2 separate regions of the Danio rerio genome follow, and region 2 is linked to region 1. The links are chromatin contacts, called in public Hi-C maps. All regions are on one chromosome and are shown on one strand. The core of a region is the stretch at or near the end of the contact, and the rest is flanking DNA. Distances in the headings are between cores, read along the strand shown.

Evidence for each region. Hi-C and Micro-C count contacts between places; a contact is called where the count stands out from the background.
Region 2: a contact with region 1 is called in a Hi-C map of embryo, with 2.3 times the contacts expected there. The contact joins two enhancer-like sites.

What each region holds. Positions count from the first base shown.
Region 1 is chr23:26,212,795-26,217,270 of GRCz12tu, reverse strand. No RefSeq gene overlaps it. Among named protein-coding and RNA genes, the nearest start is that of perm1a, 15 kb to the right of the region's middle. Within about 2 kb of position 1,785, at least 17 of the 62 cell types and tissues checked have an H3K27ac peak or open chromatin away from gene starts, as enhancers often do.
Region 2 is chr23:26,386,771-26,391,677 of GRCz12tu, reverse strand. All of the region lies in intron 2 of LOC137489184 (a long non-coding RNA gene), which reads left to right. Among named protein-coding and RNA genes, the nearest start is that of agrn, 36 kb to the left of the region's middle. Within about 2 kb of position 3,422, at least 12 of the 62 cell types and tissues checked have an H3K27ac peak or open chromatin away from gene starts, as enhancers often do.

The sequences.
Region 1 (4,476 bases), core at 536-3,035:
ACACATTACAAGTAACTCAAGTTACGTAATAATAGTACTTTTCTGAATAACGTGTAAAGTAACGCATTAGTTTTAAAAATGACGTAATAATGTTTGAGTTACTTTTTTAAAAATGTAATGTGAGTTACTATTTAGTTGAATTAATTTGCTTTTAAAAACTAAATTGCTGAATTAAAATGAACACAGTCATGTTGAAGCCCGCACACAATGAGAGAATGCATGCAAGAACAGACAGAAACGAAGATGACAGAGACTTACATATCTGCGATGGAAATATTCTCATTATTTTGAACACATGGAGGAAAAGGAAAATTTCTGAATGGACAGTGATTTCACTTTTTAATAAGACATAAAGTATGAAAGTAGCAAATCTATTGCTTTAAACTTTCATTAATCTGTATATACAGCATGAATAGTGTCAGGAAGTTCTTCGAAGACAACATTACCCCACATACATTTTTTATGTGTTTTTTTAAGGTAAACAATGTATATTATGTGTGTTTTTAATTGTAAAACTCCTCTATTTAAATAAAAAATAAGAAAAGAAAAAACCTAAAACCCTGCAAGTTTTGAGAGAGATCAAGACTCAGCCAGGTCAGAAAGCGTTACTCAAAATAGGACCACACGAAATCTGCACACACAGAAATCTGCAAATTTTTAGGCTATCATTGAGTATTTATTTAGTTGTGTAAATGTGTGTACATTTATATTTATTCAGTCTTTTAAATAGTTTCAGTAATATTGTTGACTATATGAAAGTGTTCGTTTGATTTATTTACAATACAGTATGTAAAGTCACATTCTCTGTCTTTAAGTAGATGTATAATATGAGAGACTTGCTTTGTTTACCAAATAAGTGGATCTAATAGAATTTGCATTGTGAGCTTTAAATAAAAGTTAAAACTGTATAGTTTCTTATTTGATAAATTAAGTTTCTAGTTATGATACTTCCAAAATAATGTTTCTACTAAATTCTTCGCAAAAAGTGTCACCAGATGACCCCTATGCTCAAAAGTAACGTAACACATTACTTACCATAAAAAGTAACTAAGTAAAGCAACTAGTTATTTTGGGGGGAGTAACTCAATATTGTAATGCATTACTTTCTAAAGTAACTTTCCCCAACACTGTTGATGACTGTGGAAAATCTGGAAATGTATCAACAGCCTGTAAAAACTCCTTTATTATAATAACTAAGTTTTCTCCTTTCATTAGGTGATTTTATTTTATCTCTAAATATTATCAAACTTCACCAAATTTTAATTGGAGTAAAACAAGAATACATTTTTAACCATAACTCAAGGGTTAAATCAATTAGAAAACCACGCTTAAGGAAGCAATTGCACAATAACACATATTCCAGTGTGTTGTTAACTGTACTAATTAGCACGATTCCTCACATCTTGTGACATATGGAGGCCACATGTCTGTCTGAAAAGCTGATAAGCTGATAGCAAGCTGATGGCAAGCTCAACTGATGTATGAGTTCAGTGGCTAACAGAAAGAAGAAGAAAAAACAGAGATGATAGTTCACTAAGCTCAATACTCTTATCCTACAAATATTTACGAACTTTATCCAAAAAGCATCATTTATAGTAAAAGCTCAGCCCTTTAACGGATAAGAGGGATTCTATTACACAGTCATACCAAATCTCTGCAACTGGATAGGACAATGGAGGTGTGTTATTAACCTAAAAATAACACTCATCCTATTCCTGCCTGGGTGACCTTTAATGCTTCAGAAGTGACTCATCATGAAGAGGAAGGCTGTGGTCTGAGACCCTTCCCTCAAGCCTCCCCCTCAGGCCTGGAAGAGGAGAACACAGCCTGTCCTCCGCTGACTGAGATCCTGCTCATGTGGACCTCAGCCAGACACACATGAGTCACACAACACTGATTGCATTCATCTCTTCTGTTTCAGATCTTAACGTAAAGACAGAGCTTTTGTGCAAATAATAAATAATAATATCAATTAAAATAGGATCGACACGGTGGTGCAGTAGGTAGCACAATCGCTTTACAGCAAGAAGATTGCTGGTTCGAGCCTCTGCTTGGTCAGTTGGCAGTTCTGTGTGTAGTTTGCGTGTTTTCCAAGTGTTCGCGTGGGTTTCCTCTAGGTGCTCCAGTTTCCCCCACAGTCCAAATACATGTGCTGTAGATTAATTGCTTTAGCTAAACTGGCCGTGTTATATGTGTGGGAGTCGGTGTGTATGGATGTTTCCCTGAGATGGGTTGCAGCTGGAAGGGCATCCGCTGCATAAAATGTGCTGGATAAGTTGGTGGTTCATATGGCTGAGGGAACCCCAATAAAGGGACTAAGCTGAAAATGAATTATTGAATGAATTAATAAATATAAACAGGTAAAAAAAGCTTATCTCAGACTAATACAGAATAATTTTGACATTTGTAGTACTGTGAGGTCAAAAAATATGAAACAAAAGCTGCATTTTTAGCTTAACTTCTGTCTCTGGAGTCACATGATCTTTCAGAAATCATACCAATATTATCATTTGCTGAGGAACATGCACGGCTGTTTTATTTTGATCAGGTTATTATTATTGTCATCAATACTGAAAACTATATTGTCTGCTTTATGTTGTGAAAATTATTTATAGGAAGATCAAACTGACAACATTTATTGGAAAAATATATTTTTTTAAATAATAAGAATACTGTAACGTTTATTTTTTTATTTTTCAAATATTATTATAATTGTATTCTTTGTATTTATTATTATTATTTTCCATTTTGCTGTATTTTTAACCATTCCTGTCAAAATTGTATTTTCAATATAAAAGTTTGTTAATTTATTAAGGTTCAATAAAAGGGAAAAAATTACAACCTTGATTGTCCTAAATGTTTTGTTAAAGCTTTAGAAAATAATCACAAATAAATGTTTTTTTTAAGAAATAACTGAAAAGAAAATAATAATAATGTACTTTTATATAGCACTTTTAAAACTTAGTTCTCAAAGTGCTTTACACAAAAAAGATACAGATATAAGAACTGCTTAGAGTAGCAGTACAATAGAAACATTCAAATTAGATAAAACATTAAAAATCTAGAAACAGATAATAAACTGGTAAAAGTGCATAGGCGAGTGTAAAGTTTTGTGTTTTCAATGATGATTTAAACAATCTAAAAGATTCAGCGTGTCTAATGTCATAGGGGAGAGAGTTGCAGAGCCTCGGAGCCAAGGAAAAGAAAAGGTATAGAGTGCAGACGAGTAGAGGGGACTGTTAAAAGACCAGAGTTGGAGGAACAGAGTTTACATTTTGTGTTTACTGACTTTAAGTCGATTTCAATAAATTTAAGGTGTCGTTTAGGGTTTAAACGATTTACTTAAAGGTTTTTAATTGTAATATACAGTGCATTCTGCAATAAATAAATCAATAATTAAATAAAGTAGCATAGCTGTTTTGAATATTAATGATAATAATAAAATGTAATAATAATTCAAAAAGCACTAAATGAGCATTTTAATAATTTCTGAAAGGTCAGCGAAGACTAGATGCTTTCTATTTGAATAATTGTGATTAGATTTTAAATAATAAAAAGTTATTATATTTCTTTCTTTTTTATTTACATTATTTCATTCAATATTTTATTGCAGCCTTGCTGAGCAGAAGGGACTTCTTTTCAAAACAGTAGTGTCCATAAAAGGAACTTCATGTGATTTAGGACTTCTGACAAGTGATAAAAAAAAAAAAAAAAACATTTCTACACTGAAATAAAGACAGCATTCCATTCAGTTCCTAAAGCCAAAAGTAACTTATTGATCCATAAGGAACATTTTATAAGAAAAAGTATACTTATATGTTTAACGTATAAGATGGTATCTTTACATATGACAAATAAAGCTGAATATTGACATAAAAGTGAACTAAAGTGTGTTTGGTGAACATGAGATGAGAATTCCTTTTTCAGTCTTCTTAATTTATTCTCTTCTGCCACCTTGTGGCCCACAATGAAACAAGCCAGAGATCACCGCTTCAAAAACTCTAAAGTTTTAAAAGATTTAATTTTAGTATTTATTATTTAATTATTTCAATACTTTCAAAAACTATTTTTTATGCTTATTGTCGTTTTAATGCCATAACATGACAAGTAACAACAGTAAGTTACTTATACTATTAATTGCAATAGCCTATATATTTTTATTTCAAATATATATACATAGCTGAAGTCAGAATTATTAGCCCCCCTATGAATTTTATTTTCTTTTTAAAATATTTCCCAAATGATGTTTAACAGAGCAAGGACATTTTTACAGTATGTCTGATAATATTTTTTCTTCCGGAGAAAGTCTTATTTGTTTTATTTAGGCTAGAATAAAAGCTGTTTTTAATTTTTTGAAAGCCATTTTAAGGTCAAAATTATTAGCCCCTTTAAGCTATATTTTTATTCGCTAGTCTACAGAACAAACCATCGTTATACAATAACTTGCCCAATTACCATAACATGCTTAGTTAACCT
Region 2 (4,907 bases), core at 2,173-4,672, 170 kb before region 1:
CTTGTTTCATGGTTGGAAAGCATGACCCACATGTGCAGACAGCGAAGCACTCTAGGAAGTGAGAACCCGGCACAGAGTTTTACACTCTTTCAATGGAGAGCAGCAGAAAGGCCAGGTGGTCATTAAAAGTGCTGTAATCCCCTTCATGAATAGATCACGGTTTCTCTCACTGTGAGGAAAGCTATGCATGAGCAGTACTGCAGAGAGAAAGAGTGAGAGAGAGAAGGGTAGTGTTTGATGCTGGGCCCCCAGGCCCTTTAGCACACTGGCTGAACCGTGTTTCTGAGCGGATGTGTTAACAGTTTCAGGCTCAATGGAGGGAGAAATCCCCACAAAGAGAGGTGTACAAATATTGTGGGAAATCCGTCCACTCTTTAATATTTCATGAAGCCCCACAATCTATTCATTGGACTTCATTCCTTTGGAGGGGCCCTCATTCAGACTCACTCCAACGCCTCAATGGGCAGCTCTTAATTGAGTGCCCGCTCATTTTCCAGCTCCCTGGCAGATTGTTCCTTATGAAAAGATCCTGGCTCTTCATCCTCCTTCTCTTCTGCCCTAGAGTGGGAAGCAGAAATGAGGGCGCACCTTGCTGGTGGTATGAGTAAGAGGGAGGGTTTGGGGGACGTAGATGAGAAATATGAAGGAAAAAGTAAGGGAGATTAGAAGGAAGAGATTTGTGTGTGTTGCATGCCAAAAAGGCAAGGGTTGGGGGTTGTTCCTTATCCCAGGCAAGATAAGGAACATGTGCACTGAGAAAGTCAGTCTATGCCAGCACAAGACAAACTGCTGTTCAGAGTGAGGCCATTGGCCTGAGCAATAATTCGGTCAACTCATTCGGCCTCCCTGCTGACTCTGGCTGACAGAGAGGCCTTTCAGCACCGCTGACAGCACCTCAGAGAAATCCCCCATTCGCACTCCAGGAGCTCTGCATAGTCCGGTGTCAGCCCACACCGCAGCTTAAAACAGTCCGCAAGATAGATGCCGCTGTGCTAATCAGTCGTTTGTGTGCTGTACGGACACCATGCTGGGAACCTCAAGATTCTGAAGAGCATTGAGCACCTTTTTGATCTTTTCAAGTGTTTGTTAGATCAACTGTTTATTTACCACACAGCGAGGCCCCTCACTCATGCATTACATCTTGAATGGGCACAACAGTTAAGTAACGTTCACACTTGTTGCACCTGTTCCCAAGCAAGACAGAGTTTCATTGATAAAACAGCAAACATCAAAGCGATTTTTGCAGACCGGCCAAGGTCTCACATTGTAGGTCTTTGATAATTTTTGGTTGGAATGTAAATGAGACTCTGTGAGGTAAGAATCAGCTTAAAGAAGTAGCATAGAACCATTCAATGTAAAGAATGATATGGTTAAATGACAGTGACACTGATGATGACTCCTTGAACGGGTTTACCCCAAGCAATCTTGTAATCAACCAAGACGTGGGACTCTGGCTGTGCAGATCACACCATCACATAAGTCAGACCTGGCCCAATGTGACAGTGACCTGACTGTGAAAGTGTGACCTTGGGTGTTAGTATAATCCTGGATGTGTCCAGCTGCAGGCATGGCCCCTGATCCCATGATTAAAGGTCATCCGGTAAGAAAAGCTGAGCCTGGCATGCTCCAGCTGAGTCTGCTCACACTAACCCTGATGTGTGTCCAACAGGCTTAGACCAGCTCATGAGGGATGGAGGATGCCTGCCGAGAGGAGTCCAAGGGAGAAGAAAATCTGCCCCTACCACCCCCTTCTGTCATCCCTCACCTCTCTGCTATGCCTTGCTTGGTTCCCCGATCCAACATAAAGAATTCGGGGGTCATGCACAGAAAATGGATAAGCCTGAAATAGGCCTCTCTGTCCTCTGCATTACAGTTTTTTTACACAACACATTTATCCACGTAATAATGCTGACATGGAAATAAATAGGATTCATGGATTCATTTTGATGGAAAATAACTTGACTAGGAAAATAGTGTATATCAATACCAGAAAACTATTTTAATGCATTGAAGTTGAATGCAAGAGTTAGATGTAGAAAATGAATGCAAGACTTTCAAGTGCTTGTCTAAGTGGCACTCCTTCTCCACATCTAATCCTGGAAGTTTTGATGAACTTCAAGAATGCACTGTCTGAGAACTTTAAAGAGCCTCAGGAATGTGACTTCAGATGCATTGCCTTGATCCAGAGAGCGATTAAATCCATCACAGGATTTACTAAACCGTTTTAATAAAGCGCCACCAGCTCAATCGGTCCCCATCACTACCAAGATAATAACAAGAGTGCATGGTCCTCAGACAGCCAGTCTCAAATTTGCAGTAACTTTACAGCTGCATTCACAGTCAAGAACTCAGCGTAACACTGATGAAGGCAGGGTCAAGCGCAGTAACATGATTGCACCTTGCTTGTTAACCTAACAAGCAGGTGATTAATTTTAGAAGCTAATCTTGTGGTACCAAAGTCAGGAGGAAATACCTCCGGTGGCCTAATCCACTAAGGCTTGGACCAAGACACTCACTGTGCTGCTCAGCAAGGGCCTTTGTGCTGGACAGGTATTAGCTGACAAGTGCAGGTCTGGCCTGCGATAGTTATGAGCTCGAGAGGAGGCCTACCTCAATGACTGCAGAGCTGAAAGGAAGGGGCGGAAGGAGCCCATTCTCATCAAGGGTTTCTCCTTTTTACATGCTAGGCTTGCATTTTCTATCCTCTTGCAGTGGACATGAAAGCGTCTGGATCTCAGAGTGTCCTTTGTGTGCTTTTATATTGGACAGCATCTGAATCTAAGCAGTCAGACTATTTGGTGTTCTGATTCTCAATGAAGCCCATTCACTCAAACCAAGATTTGCTCAAGTTTGGAAACACTGTTTGAAAGTCAAGACGTCCTTGTTCACTTTTTGTCCAGTAAGCCATCCAATTAAAAAGGGATCTGTAGCAGAGTGTTTTAAGAGATGTTGGCTATGTGGCCATATATAAGATTACCGACTTTACCTATCCTGTTTTGTTATCAATAAAATTATACTGCTAAGTGGCAGCTTTCAAGTTTGGAATATTTATATCCCTGAAAACTGGGCAGTGAGTGACATAAATAAACACAGTGGAGGTTCATCTTATCTGAGCTACAAAAGGCATGAGTGTGCCACTGCTAAAGGCTATAGTGAACTTTGACCCTATGGGCCACAGAGAGTGTTTGTCCCTCCATAATTGGACAGAAGGGTCCTTTCGCTCTTCATTTAACCTTTTCTGACTGATTCTTTCTTCCCTAGTAGCCACAAAGCCCCTGGTCCTGACCCAGTTGTTCCTGGCATATCTTTCCTCCCCCAGTCCAGGCCTTTGAAAGCTGGAGAAAAGCTGGAGTGTGCTTGCCCTGTCAGGAACAATGGAAGAGTTAGTGACCCCTGACCTCAAGGGCTTTGAGATTTCTTCCTGGATCAGGAGCTGCCTTTCTCCATGGTTGGTTACTGCACTGCAGCTCAGGAACAGAATGAGGGTAAACACTTGTTAAGAAGTGATTCTTCTTCTCCTTCATCCTTGCACTCCCCCATCTCCTTTCTTTCTCTCTCTTCTTTCTGTCTTCTTGGTTCTTTTGTGTCCATGTGTTAAAGAAGTTAAGACAGGTCCTCTCTTCTGGCAGCATCCTGGCAGTCCATCACTGTCACAAACACAATGTCCATCAGTCACAGATCACACACACTTAGTAACTATATGTATTTACGACCGAGAACTGCCAGAGCTGTTGCTTTTACCTTCCTGATATTTCTATAGAGATTCAGAACTGACCAAATGCAATAAACCGATAATAGCACACAATATGTTAGAAAAATTATGTTGTTGTAGAACAAGGTAACAGTTTGGGTGAAACTTTAATGAATGTAGTTACATGAATTTCAGAAATCATTTCGCTGTAATAACAGCATCACTTAAACTTCATAAACTTTATGTATTTATTAATGACCTACATATAATAGTCTTATTTCACTTTTAATTTAATTCAGACTATTCACCAGGTTTTCAATGTAGTCCCAGGCCTTTGGATTTTACCTTATTTTGCTACTGGGAATACATTCTTAAATTAGAGTTTCCCATAACTGTTGGACATTATCTCAATCCCTTTGCAGTTTTACCATGCAGGATGACACCTCCACCCCAGGAGGGCTGGTAGTCAAGGTGACCAGAGTCTTGTCCTCTTATGTATCCAGATGCTGAGCATGTGGCTGTACAGCAAAAGCAGGCTGAGAGCGGCCTGTGAGGGGTCTATGAGTGGGCAGAAACATATGGGCTGAAAAAGGAGACCCACTGGGGCTTGCAGCTCCAGGGACCGTGGAAGGCTTTGTCTTGGGCCCAGCCCTCCACAGCACTTAATAGTGCAGAACAGCATTGTACAGTATTGTCAAGTGCTGCCTGTCTTTAGTGTGTGGACACCCATGAAAAGAGACCCTCTTCTGCTTTCTCTCTCACTTTCTTTTGCTCAGTAGGTGTTTTAGTGCTTTTCTTTTAACCCATTCTTTTTGTCAAATCACCTCTCTGCTTCCTTTTTGGCTTTTTTTGTCCAATCTGAAATGTTCTCTTGACTGATGACCAGAGAGGGACTAAGTGAACCAATTTCCATTTCTGTATTGTCTGTGTGTCCTTAGTCCCATAAAGCAAAAATCTGTAGCTACAGCTGCTACAATACTATGGCTAAAGTAGCTGTTGTGTTTTAAGAGTTGTGGTCTGTAAAGGTTAAACACCTACTCTAGATTAAGACTTATGCGATATGTAGTGGATTAAGGTCTGGAAGAAATGATTGTAAGTCTGTTTGTTTTCAAGAGAAGAAAAACTACAGCATTTACCAATGCTTTACATTAAACAGCCCAGGCACATTGGAATTACATGCTTCAGCCTACATTTTTGTGAAACCGCAAACCTAGTT